Linked DNA regions of Zea mays: region 2 is linked to region 1. A link is a contact called in public Hi-C data. All regions are on one chromosome and are shown on one strand. Each heading gives the region's core, a stretch centred on a gene start, on an enhancer-like site or on the middle of the called end of the contact. The rest is flanking DNA. Distances are from core to core; before and after follow the strand shown. Region 1 holds the start of LOC100281529 (KANADI-like transcription factor FEATHERED). Region 2 has its middle 7.2 kb from the start of LOC100282280.

Region 1 (2,636 bases), core at 40-2,539:
CGCGCTTAAGTGTACTAATGAAAGCTTAGGAACTCATATGACACACTGCCAAATTTAGAGAGTTGGCTCTAGAAATTTAGCTAACTTTTTAGAGAGCTCTAAGAAGTTAAGCTAACTTTCGACCAAATTTTTCACGGAGCTCAACTTCCGACGGATCGAAGTCACTTAACTTCTGACGGTTTAGTTAACTTCCTATGACTAACTTTCTAGAGTTCGGTTTGGTTTAGTGGTCATATATTTTACTCTAGAGAAGTATGTAGCCATCCGGTACAGAGCAAACACAGGGAATTATTGCTCAGTACTCACGCTACTACTGATTCCATTGCATGACGCGTTATGAACTTTTGCGAGTAGTCTTTGAATACCAAGTACGTACACGACATAAGTGAGGAGCTGTCTGCTGCGCCTACGTACGTACGTGCTACTTGTGCATCCATCCGTCAGGTGTACACACAAAACAAAGTTTGTGTGTTCAATAGAGTGTCTTAAAAAACCTGCAACAGTTTTTTTCCATAAAAAACCCTAACAAATTAATTCATCAACTAGCTGCATGCTTTTGTAGGTTTATTTATAGTTTTTGCTATATATATCTACATATATATATAATTACTAGACTTCTATATACACTAGAGAAAATGGTAAAACGATTTAGAGCATATATATAGAAAGCATTTGAACAATGAACAATGACCCCCTCAGCTAGCTTTGACAAGAAGCTCGCAGAAAAGTGAGAAGACCCATATTATGTATACAAACCAACAGCCACCTAACTGGAGTTCATCACGCACTGAAACTGAGGCCTGGGCTGGGAGGACAGGGCAACCGGTTGAAGCAAAGTCGTCAAATGTTTGTCATGGATATGCAAACAGGGTTGAATGAAACAGCAAATAAAAAAAGGCTACATGGCCCTTTCGCACAAAACGTACGCAGCATTGGCGTACGTTGTTCGATGAAGCAAATATTATACGGTGCTGATAAACACCATTAATCCAATGCAGATAAACAAACAAACAAACTAGTTTTAGTTTGCATGATGAATAGACAGGCAAGAGGTTTCTGCTGACTTGCAAGCTAGCTAGCAAGAAAAACATGTGCCAACAACCCCAGCAGTCACGCAACAATTAGGCAGCAGCTGAGCTCTCACCCCACGATGATCCAAAAGGCCTTTTGTTCATGCAAGCAGGGCTGCCATGCGAATGCAAAAGTGGTGGGTTGGAATATCTCTTTACCCCCTTCCTTAAGCAAGCAAATGCAGCAATCCGCCCCCTGCCCTGCCATTCAAACTGTCATCTTCTTCCAGCTCTGTCGTCGTCGTCCAGTCATGGGGAGAGAGAGAAAAGCTAGCTAGTAGCTAGCTACCCTCTGTCTCTGTGTCCGCCATGCCCAGCCCAACAGGGTGTTGCTGCTCAGTGCTCAGGTCTACTGCTGCCCTCCCATCATTAACTCATCATCCACCCCCCCTCCCTCCATAGTAAACTACGCTTTGCCCATCTCTCTCTCTCTCTAGCTTTTACCTTCTTACCCCTTGTCTTTCTCTCTCTCTACACCCCCCACTCTCTAGAAAAGGACAGCATCCCCCCGTCCATCCCTCTAGCTAGCTGAGCTCAAGCCACCACAAGTTTCGTTCCACAGACAAAGAAACGGGCGAGAGGGAAAGGAGAAAGACAGCGCTCTTTGTCACTCGCTCGTCTGCAACAAGCTAAGTGTAGAGTGTAGTTGCAAAGGGATTGCAAGAGAGAGAGAGAGAGTGTGTGTGTGATCGACCCATGGAGCTCTTCCCCTCCCAGCCGGACCTCTCCCTCCAGATCGGCCTCCCCGCCAGCGCCACGCCGCACGACCACCACCACGGCGCCGCCCTCAGCGCCAGGTTCCTCGCGGCAGCCGCAGGCGGCGGTGGCAACGGGATCCCTGGCAACCCGGCGGTGGCCATGGCGCCGTCGCTGCAGCTGCCCATGCCGATGCCGCTGCCAATGCCGATGCCGATGCCCCCCAACGCCGCCGCCGCCGCGGGGGCCGCCGGCGGCCTTTACTACCACCCCGACGCCGCCGCCATGCTGCGGCCCATACGCGGGGTGCCGCTGTACCAGCACCCGCACACGCACGCGGTGCCGCCGACGTTCCCGCCGCACGCGGCGGGGGCGGCGGGCCCGTGCTTCTGCGAGCCTTGCCACGTCGCCGCGGGCGCCTGGCGCCGCGCCGGGTGCGGCGTCGGGACGCGCGTCGTCGCCGGGTTCCCCACGGCGGCCAAGCGCGCCGCCAGGGCGCCGCGCATGCGCTGGACGTCCACGCTCCACGCGCGCTTCGTGCACGCCGTCGAGCTCCTCGGCGGCCACGAAAGTACGTTGCCCTCTTCCGGTTCCGGGTCCATCGCCCCATGCACATGACATGCATCTGCCCTTGCAACCTTGTCTCTCTAGCTAGCTAGCTAGCTAGCTACCTTTCTTGTGTTCCTCCATTTCTTCTTCGTTCTTCTTCTTGATGCGTTCATCCATGAGTATGATCTGTCCTCATCGTCAACTGACGATTTTGCTTGTTCTTGTGCATGATGGTAAACTACCAGGGGCAACACCCAAGTCAGTTCTTGAGCTCATGGACGTGAAGGATCTCACCCTGGCTCATGTCAAGTCTCACTTGCA
Region 2 (2,636 bases), core at 53-2,552, 340 kb before region 1:
TTTGAATTGAGTATTCTGATTGGGCTTATAGTTCTTCTTTCCAGCATGTTGCATCATGTTGGCGCTAGACTACCCTTCGGGTGCTTTTGGACCATCTTTTGCCCACGCCTTCTTTTCCACATCAAGATTAGTCGACAAATCCTCAACGGAAATCAGAGTTGTAGCTAAGTTCCTCCTTGATGAAGACAACTTGGCAATTATGCCACCCGCTACAAACTTATCAGGCAAGACATGTCCATGTTATTCGAGTTCCCTTACAATAAGTTGGAACCCATCAGCCTATTCCACGACATAACTACCATCAACCATTATAAAGTCATGGTACTCGTCCATCACATACAGCTCGCGCCCAGCGTCTGAGGCAGAGAACTTGTGTTCGAGCGCCTCCCAATATATTGTAGAATTTATGGCTGGACTTGTATCAAAATTCTTCAGAGCTAATTCTTAACTATCATTTCATCAAGTACCCGAAAAAGGTCCAAGCTATAACACTAAAGAATTTACTGATAATTTGCAGAATCCGCACAACGTGGAGACAGCTTTCAAACTATAACATATCAGGACAATGTGGATATAATTTGCAGCCAGGGAGCGGAATCTGTCACGGACATACTGCAAGAGGCAGTTCCCCAAGCTTGACAGGTACTGTGTGGACAGCACCAAGGACGTGAACTCCTGGACCTTCACCCTCTTCCAAGGACAGTTGTTTTTATAGCATCCTTATGATCATGTGATAAATTTTGTATGGTGTTCACAAATCTGGTTGGTGAGCACACCGGTATCCTTGTGGTCCTGCAAAAGAAGAAGAGAAATGTGCAAAGATTAGCTCAAGCATTTTGTTGTTACAAGGCTAAATAATTTTATGTTGGTTTGGTGCGTCTGTCGTGCTTTAGCATAGAGAACCACCAATCCTGGGATGGCCTGATACCGATTGTGTATGCAACAGAAATTTTTATCCAAGATTTATATCACTAAATTTGTAAAGATTAAACAGAGATCAACATCTGTGCCTTGTAGGCTGCTGGATAACAACCTGGTGCAGAGCACAAGCCCACTTGCATTGCATCCCTACTTGTACTACCAATCAACTCACGCACTAGTTTCTTCAGATAAACTCGAGAGACCATGGTGACTGCATTTTGGACGTGACACTCGTGTGGGACCGTTTCCGTTCCAAATTGACCCTGGCCTCATCCACTGACCACTGGAACTGAGATGCTCGGACTCGTCTCTTACTGTGTCTCCATTAGTCCATCCCTCTCACGCACGCACACATCTATCAGACGATTCGGGCCCGACTCTACCTTTGGGCTTATCTGTAAAAGCAAAGCTCAAAATAGCTCAATTGATGTAGTGAGGCCCTGTACTAAGCCCAATTAGTTGATGGGCTCAAGTAACTTATGGCCCGCAACTACTGCGCAGCATCCGGATTATCTCCGAGACGAATCAGGAACAAGCGAAAACCAAATGGGCGAAGAATAATCTAGAGAAGAGGTCAAGGAGAATCAAGATGCTTTCAGAGGAATAATAAAGGACAGTATATAATCGAGTCGTTGTTACCTCAAAAATGGAAACAGAATAATTATACTCCCTCCGCTTTTTCATATATATACGACGTTTTCTAGTTCAAAAATGAATTATTGGAACTGACGACTGCTTTAACTATTTTTTTGCCAGATATCTCTATATAGTTAGAAATTTATATCAAACAACATTCATGATTGATCTTAACCACATGCAAAGCATTAATTAGTTTGTAGACGATGAAACGGACAGTTTATTGTATGATCTATTTCTGTCTGTATGTTCGATTTTAGATTTTTACATAGACGACATATGTACTACATGTTGGTTCATTAAATATAGAAGTTTCTAAATTTAAATCTCAAATCTAACATGCTGATCCATGCCTTTCGATTCTTGCCATCAATCATCTACAAAGTTTCTAACTTGTCATTATTGTCCCCAGGACCGGACGTCTTTTGATCCGTGTCGTCTCAAGCTTGTCAGGCGGATACGCGGCGGCATTCTTCTTCTAACCGGACGTCTCAAGCTTGTCAGACATGCATGGTTGCTTATAGTTACTTGATATATGAGCGAAAATTCTAGAGTGATCGATCGTCGGACATCAATTCTTTTACTATATGTGTTTTATATTCTTGAAGAGAACTTGCTAGAACTGTTGTTAAAGTATCTAGTGTAGAGAAATCTTAGGTACGTAGTTTAATTATACAAGGAATGGAAGAAGCTGCATGTGTTGCTGCCAAGATACACTCGGGAATCCTTTGGTCAGCTCATATGCAAGGGTATCGGATCTGGGGATGCATGGATGAACTCTTTTGGGGCTAAGCAACGATGTTGTGTGTGTGATTTGCTATGAGACTAAGAGGCTCACCAGCATGGCTGTCATGTACTGAACTTTGGGTGTTTCAACATGCACTACACCATGACACAATATTGCCTACGGACTGTCTGATGGTAAAATACCTAAATAGCGTCGCAAAGTCTGTCGGTAAAGAGTTTTAGCGACAGACAATGTGTGTCGGCGAAAGTCCTGTCAGCAAAAAGATTTACCGGCAGACATAGATCTACCGACATACTATCTATCAGTAATGTTTATGTTTTTGCCGACAGAC

What was found. A called contact is a pair of places that touch in the nucleus more often than the background predicts.
Region 2: a Hi-C map of tassel shows a contact between it and region 1, with 4 times the contacts expected there. The contact joins the enhancer-like site here to the promoter of LOC100281529 in region 1. A contact is called at or near these places in 2 of 25 Hi-C or Micro-C datasets (ear and tassel).

The regions. Positions count from the first base shown.
Region 1 is chr10:78,612,109-78,614,744 of Zm-B73-REFERENCE-NAM-5.0, reverse strand. LOC100281529 (KANADI-like transcription factor FEATHERED) reads left to right here and starts at 1,289. Exons shown (of 6, transcript NM_001154447.2): 1 at 1,289-2,337; 2 at 2,561-2,636. The coding sequence starts at 1,767.
Region 2 is chr10:78,949,852-78,952,487 of Zm-B73-REFERENCE-NAM-5.0, reverse strand. No RefSeq gene overlaps it. Among protein-coding and RNA genes, the nearest start is that of LOC100282280, 7.2 kb to the left of the region's middle. Within about 2 kb of position 1,302, at least 17 of the 20 cell types and tissues checked have an H3K27ac peak or open chromatin away from gene starts, as enhancers often do. A contact at or near this core is called in ear and tassel, where this site is marked.